Regions from separate parts of the Zea mays genome. Here region 2 is linked to region 1. A link is a contact called in public Hi-C data. All regions are on one chromosome and are shown on one strand. Each heading gives the region's core, a stretch centred on a gene start, on an enhancer-like site or on the middle of the called end of the contact. The rest is flanking DNA. Distances are from core to core; before and after follow the strand shown.

Evidence for each region. Hi-C and Micro-C count contacts between places; a contact is called where the count stands out from the background.
Region 2: a Hi-C map of bundle sheath shows a contact between it and region 1, with 4 times the contacts expected there. The contact joins the promoter of LOC103651318 here to the promoter of LOC100285806 in region 1. A contact is called at or near these places in 10 of 25 Hi-C or Micro-C datasets (bundle sheath, ear, endosperm and 4 more) and 1 of 3 datasets of contacts at active chromatin or transcription factors (leaf).

The regions. Positions count from the first base shown.
Region 1 is chr3:212,282,285-212,285,955 of Zm-B73-REFERENCE-NAM-5.0, forward strand. LOC100285806 (glutathione S-transferase GSTU6) reads left to right here and starts at 1,526. Exons shown (of 2, transcript NM_001158696.2): 1 at 1,526-1,954; 2 at 2,035-2,857. The coding sequence starts at 1,613. The coding sequence ends at 2,412.
Region 2 is chr3:212,412,232-212,416,239 of Zm-B73-REFERENCE-NAM-5.0, forward strand. It overlaps LOC103651318, which reads left to right and starts at 2,196. Exons shown (of 1, transcript XM_008676936.3): 1 at 2,196-2,968. The coding sequence starts at 2,398. The coding sequence ends at 2,769.

The DNA.
Region 1 (3,671 bases), core at 276-2,775:
ATTACAGTTCATGTTGTCTCAATGTTTCAAAACTTCAGGTATTTTTTTCACGCCGTTCCGATTGTGTTCCGAACAGGAGGAATATTGCAATCGCTAATATGAGGTACATCAGATGACCGAGAGACTGCCATCCACCAAATCTACCTTTTTACAGATGTTGCTATTCAGCCACATTTTCTTTTGAGAAGGTGGTGGTGGGTGCTATTCATCATTCAGCCAATTCATCGGTCCATCAAACTGCATTACCCGTGGATATCGTGGAATGGCCGGACCGACGATCCCTTGCGGACTTGCATGCGGTGCAGATGGGGGATTATGTGAAAGCCGGATTAGTTGACTAGTTGTTGTTTCTTCAATGTCTTCCATGAGTACAATTCACAGGTTTACATTCTCTGTAGGGCTGATTTGGTGACCAGGGATCACGGGGGAATCGGAGGGGATTGAGGAGGAAATTAGTTCATTTCCCCCTCAATCGTCTTCGATCCCTCCGTGATCCCCTTGTCATCAAATCAACCCTAAAGCTACCATCTAAAATCAAGGTGTTTGACGTCTTGCGCTCAACTCGATACCTACTGCTACTGCTAAGCAACTACACATCTGAAGCCAAAATTTGTCGTGCAGAAGATTTTTTTGTTGGCAGGTGTGACTGTGATCTAATTGCAGTTGCCCACGCCATACTGACTATACAGATGAAAAACAAAGCATCAGGAGTTGCATGAGAACAAGTGACAGAGGCACCGACGACGCCGTTCCAATGAGTTGACACGGTGGGTTGTTTGATGTAGTTGTTCACACTTCGATGCAACGTAGAACTGACGCCGCCGTGTGGTCGTTCCCGTTCGCCTTGCGCCAAGCACTGGAGCCACTAGGAAGTAGACATTCTCTTACGTGCAAGGAACATCAGCAGCCGCGCGCGTGCAGCGCTCCCAAAGTTCTAGTACTCGTTGATTCTACAGAACGTGCATTTGTTTGTTGAGAAGTCACCGTAACTTACAAGAACAAATTACCAGATGCAAATTCCAAGTTGCCCACTCACCTCACTGCTGTTAGCGAGAAATTTGCCATAATGAAATTCAACGAAACGAAGGCTAAAGAAAAGGATTCGACAATATAAAAAAGTAGGGAATGGACATGATTTCTTTATTACTCATCGACGACCAGGATTAATCTCCTTCCGTGACTATTAGTTGCCTTATTCACCGCGTTCGTCCCCGGATTAATCTCCTTCCGTGACCATTAGTTGTCTTATTCACGGCGTCCGTCCCCATCATTGCCTTTGGCTAGCGCTCGGCCAGAGCGCTCGGACACGATCAGCCAGAGAGACGATGAGAACGAACGCCGTGAACAAGGTAACTAATTGTCACGGCAGAAGATTAATCCTGGTCGTCATCGGTTAATAGGAAAAACATGTCTATTCAAGAGTGCGGCCTTTCACCTGGTTTGCTTTTTCATACTGTCAAATTCATTACTTTGGACTCCATTCCGTCGAATCCACGAAGAATCCACGAATGTGGTGTTATGGCAAATTTCTCGCTACTAATAGTCAAACAAAGCATCCCAGCTGATCAACGCCACCGCCAGACAGCAACACACTGCACACACACACATTGCAATGGCAGCGGCTGGAGGCGGGGTAGGAGATAGCGAGCTGCGGCTGCTGGGCAAGTCGTCGAGCCCTTGGGTGTTCCGGGTGAGAGTGGCGCTGGGACTCAGGGGGCTGAGCTACGAGTACATAGAGGAGGACCTCGGCAACAAGAGCGAGCTCCTGCTCCGGTCCAACCCGGTGCACAAGAAGGTGCCGGTCCTCATCCACGGCGGCCGCCCGGTGTGCGAGTCCCTCGTGATCCTCCAGTACGTCGACGAGATCTGGCGGGGCACCGGCCCTCCGCTCCTTCCGTCCGACCCCTACGACCGCGCCACGGCACGGTTCTGGGCGGCCTACGTCGACGACAAGGTACGATATTCAGGAGGGGATGAATCCGTTCTCGAGCTCTCGGACTCAGCCGTTCTCCCGTTCCCCTTTCCTGTCTCTAGTTCTTCCCGGCGTTCAGCGCGCTGTTCAGGTCGAGGACGGACGAGCAGAGAGCGGAGGCGCTCCAGAACGCCCTCCTCGTGGCGGAGACGTTGGAGCGGGCGTTCACGGAGTGCTCCAGGGGGAAGGCGTTCTTCGGCGGCGACGCCGTCGGGCTCGTGGACGTCACGCTCGGGAGCCACCCGATTTGGATCAGAGCGGTGGACCAGACGGCGGGCACCAACCTTCTGGACGGGGCCAGGTTCCCTGACCTGGCGGCGTGGGCGGAGCGGTTCATGGCCCTCGGCGCCGTCAACGAGGTGGTGCCGGACGCCGGGAAGCTTTTGGAGCAGTACAGGGCGTCTCGGGCCAAATGGACTGCCGCTGCTGATTCTAGCTGAACTGATGAACACACTGGACGCCTGCTGCTTGCATTGGCTACTTGTGCTGGACACCTTCAGTGATACGGTCTCGAACCGAAATAAATACATAAAGGCTAGTTTGGAAACATTAGTCCTTCTGCGATTCTTGAAAATTGAGTAGAAAATTATTCAATTTATTACTCAATCTCAAAGAATCTCGGAAGGGATTTATGTTTTCAAACTAGTCCTAAGATCAACTACTTTACCTGACAATTAGTTACGGGGGATTTGTACTTGGAGCAGTATTTTGTGTCAGGTGATCTTCGATTTTGTCTAATACTAAGACCTATGAAACGGTGAGATGATCAATGCCATCCTGCTTTGAAATCGATACAGTCGGGTTCGACGAGAGCAAATAGCAGCAGAGGGGGAATCTAAATGGGACTCCAATATAGGGGTGTTTGGTTCTCTTGACTAAAATGTGGTTAGTAAGTATGAAATATAATTTAATTATAAAGCTAATTATATAGCGGCAGACACTTTGTTTTTGTTTGGGTAGGCGGAGCAGCGGCAGGCTGCAGCTTCGATGTCTCCCTGCAGACTGCAGCTCGCAAAGCAAGCGCCCAGCACTTGGGGTATGGAACCTGAATGCAACGCTGTGCCTGTGCACAGAAGGATTATGGGGTCCTGGCGGCTGTGGAGGAGGTCCACGGTTCTTGCACCTCAGCAAGCATGTCCGGTCGGGTCGATCTCATTCTCATCCAGAAAGCCCGGGCAAACGGGCACCGCGTTCATCGGCACCACAGCGCTTTTATCGAAGTCGATCGTCAGCCAGCCGATAGACTGGTCAAGGTACTCTCTGCGCGGACCAGAATCATGTGTCGTCCGCGTACTGTAAGCTGTCTCCAACCGCTCCTCTTACCAAATCCTTCATTCATATTTTCTATTTATATTTAAATATCCTCTTTGTTGGTGCGGAATTGTCTGATGATACTCTTCATGGCAGTATGGATGGTCTATGACTCTAAGTCGGACAGTCCACGATGTCTCATCCGCTTCCGGACGGCCCATGATGGCGAGGATCTTCTTCTACACGAAGAACATGGATATCGCCTATTGTAAAGAACCTGTCGAAAAGAAGAGTTCCAGGGGTTGTCTTAAGGTCGACAGGTCGTCCAAGACACCTCTGATCGGCATAGAGTGAAATAGCAGCGCAGATATAGGTCGAGAGAAACTAATACTAGGACTAGACTAAGACTCTTCTAATCATAAGGAACGGAAAGAACAATGCAAATAAG
Region 2 (4,008 bases), core at 946-3,445, 130 kb after region 1:
GGGGGTGACCGGAGGGAGGACCTGGAGCAGGAGAGCGAGCGGTGCTGTGCTGCGCCGCCGCTGCGCTGCGCCCCGTGCCTGCACTTCTACCGTGGACGAGGCGTGGGCCGGGCCTGCCGTACGAGCACTTTTAGGCTCGCTTCTGGGCCGCCTACATCGATAACAAGGTAGTTTACTTGTCCTCGGCGCAGCGACAAGGACGCCTTTTGTTTTCGTGTTCACAGTAATCGACTTTATTGGCAGCACATAAGAAGATACATTACGATCTCGGCATTTTAGCATCGACGTGTATAATTTGTTTGCGGTTCTTCCCATCGTGGGAGCCGTGCTTCAAGTTCAAGACCGCGGAGGACAGGGACAGGGCACAGACGTTCAAGAACGCCATCCTTGCGGTGCGGTGGAGACTCTTGAGAAGGCGCTTCCGGAGTGCTCCATCTCCTAGGGAATCCGCGGGCTGCTTCTGTAAGAGAGAGAGAGTGTCCCACAGTGCAGAACTCTGTATTTACTGAGAGAAATTTAAATTGATAATATTATCTAAGGAGTTGCAGATCGTACTGACAACTATATCTTTAGTATAGAACATGTTAAGATTCAAGATCATTTGATAATTTTGAGTTTGAAAAATGTGCGAACTTATAACAATATTCTAGGGTTTCAAAATATGATAACTTGCAACAAATATGTTATTGGAACGTAATTTTCTCTTTTATGAGTGATTTTGGACCTTGCTCAGCAAGTCGTGCCTTGTAAGACTTCTGTTTTTGTTTTTTTATCTTTCCCTCTCTAATATATAAATATATAAAAATGTACAACTCTCTTATGCGTTTAGAGAATAATATTGTTTATTATATTTAATTAAATTGAGCTAAAGGCACGCACCTCGGCATTAGCCTAGGCCCTGTTCTAAACCTCTAGAACTAATAAAATCAGCTAAAATTATTCGGTCAAAACTTGGTCAACTAATATATCAACTAACTGTTAATTATAACATGGTTGGCTAAAAGGTTTAAGATCTATTTAGTTCACGGCTAACTGAGTTATATTTTACTTAAGGTTAGTCATTTGAATTGAAGAACTACCCTTAAAGCAGAAAATATTAAATAAAATATGATAAATTAGACATCGAATCAAATAACCCTTAAAACGGATCAGCTAATAGACCAACTAATTATAAGTTATACCTGATCTCGAATAACTAGTTTTTAGTTGCCTCAATCTAGCTAGTTAATGATTTGTTAAAAAAGCGAAGCGTCGTGCGGCCACCGTGCCCTAGCTAACAATTAGGTCTAGATATTTGGAACGATACCTAAAAAGCAAAGCGCCGGCCGGCCTAGGACATCGCCATCGTCGTAGTGGCCACATCAGCTTCGTGCGGGACACGCTTTATTTGATGCATCCCTGTTCTCCCCGAGCCGCCACCGGGTGGCCACTAGCCAGTCCCGCGAGGGCATTCTAGTCTTTTCGCATGATTTTAATATGTATTACTCAGCAGTCCAACACAGCTAGGTTTTGTTTATTTCTCTCATGGATTATATAAATTGCATTATGGAAAAATGTAGATGAGTAAAATATGACTTTAAGATTATAAATAAGCTAAAATAAGCTACTCAATATGCGTTTTTTAGTTTATTTATAATCCCAAAATAATATTTTAACCTACTACCCTTCACTATAATCTAATTTATATAATATAGAAGATAAACAAACATACCCTTAATCTCTTAATCTGAAACGAACAGACCAAATTCAGGTCAACTGTAACCGCCCTGCGCACACACGACCACGTTTTGACCGGACAATTACTCTTATCTTACAGTTGACTAGATGAGTTGTACGGTGCAACGGCAAAGCGTCCAGCCCAAATGCTATAAAAATACTTCTGCCGTTTAGCACCTTTTTTTTTTAAAAAAAAATCTCTTTTTCTTTTGCGAAATATACCGAGATTCCTCAGAGTGCGACTGCTGTCGCAGTCCTGCGACGATGCGGTCTCAGCAAACGAGCTTTCGGCTGGTAAACGTGTACGCCAAAAGGCTGGCGAATAAGTTGCCAAAACTCGAACCGAGATTTATTTATCTCTTCTCTAGTTTTGTTTTGGATGGATAATCAAAAGGAAAAATAGAATCAAGTTTTATATCTGTTCAGAGATATTAAAAAAAAAGATCCGCCCGCGCGCGCGCGCACGCACGAGATGCCTTCCTCCCGAATTTAAACGCGAAGCAACAGACGTCAGACAGCACAGCACAACGCAGCAGCGTACTACTCCGTCCCTACTCCCCTCCCACCCCGGTCCTTCCCGAGAGGCACTACTAGGCCACGACCCCTCACGCCTCTCCTACGCGAATCGCCCGCACCGGAAGCGAAGCAAGCCGCAAGGGGAGAACGCGAGCAGCCAGGGGCATGGACTCCAAGCCGGCCTCGAAGAAGTGGCAGGCAGGAGGAGGCGTGCGCGGGGCCGGCGTGTCCCCGGCGGCGCCCCCCGCGGACGCCGCCGGCAGCGGCGCGGCGATGGCGGAGTGCGCGGCGGCGTGCTGCGTGCTCTGCGCGTGCCTCCCCGTGGCCGTGCTCTGCTGCGTGGCGCGCGCCCCGCTCCGCGTCGCGCGGCGGTGCTGCGGCAGGTGGACGCGGCGGCGGCTCGCGCCGGGGGTCTCGTCGTCGTTCTCGGACGCCGAGGTCGGGGAGTTCCTGCAGGGCGGTGCCGGCGGGCGGGCAATGGGGGCAGCAGCCCTCGGCGCGGTCGGAGGAGGTAGCGCCAAGTTAGCCAGTTACTGACACTTTTCATCATCTTCTCTCTGTTTTTTTTTCTCCTCTGCGATTTTGTGGGCTGTGTGTAACACTCACTGATACGGCTTCGAAGTGGACTGAGGTCTTGTGAAGTATCAATTCCGTTGCAGCTGGTCAATGTAACGTAGTACTTATCGTGCATTCAATTTTCATCGCTAAAGATAAACATGCGTGTTTACTGGCACAACCCCACACAACCTGCCAAAGCTCTGTTGAAACGAGGGGAGCCTAGAGAGTTTGGCTGCTCGGGTTCACGTGGGGACGACGAATATCTCATCTGTGATCTGACGAGCGAGCGCCGTCCAAACACAAAAGTAATAACGAACTAAAAAGGAGCAAGAAGGGGGGATGCAAAAGCCGTCACTATCGGTCGGTCTGCCAAACCCTGCTGGCTGGGCATCATTCGTGCGTATCGCTTGAGGTCCAGGATTCGTCCGGGCTCGGCCGGCGGGGCGGCCGCATGGGCGAGGGAGGAGACCGCATGCCGAGGGCGGCAATGCCTTCTCCCCGCCGTTGGAAAAGCGGCACGACACGTGCGAGACGCCGTGCGCGTTTCTTGTTACCGCGACTAGTGGTGGAAATAGCCGTGTGCAGTTTCGAATTAGCTCAATTTGTGGTATCTATTAAAACTTGTACTATGAATATCCATATCAATATTGTTTTTTATATAGATACCAAAACCTTGTATCCAAATTCGTGTATCCATGTTTGTGAAGAACGAGATATAATGAATCTATTTAAAAAGGATTTTTTTTTCTCTTTGACTAGTAACTAATTATTTAATTTAATATTAATAAATATGTATTGAAACTACTGGTAGTATTTTTATAAGTATTTTTAATATTAATTAAGTACCACCGCTAATATAGAAATATTAAATTAATTTTAGTTCTTCTCTAGTTTAGTTCAAACCTGATATATATTTTTTGTTGTCAATCACTATGACATTTTACTTTGTTTTTTCTGATGTAGATTGTTTCTATAAAATTTATAATTTAATGGTAACTATTAGATAAAAAATGATTGTTTAATTGATATATTTATATATCACATAATTATTGATAAGTATATTATTTTTATGACCTATGTTATATATCTAAATACTTTGTTCTCTACTTTTCTAATTATAAAAATATGATAAAGCAAAATGGTTGGCTACTCGTCACCTATCATTTGTATTTAGTTTTTTCACTTCACATTTTCACATTTTCGTTTTGCTAAATATTA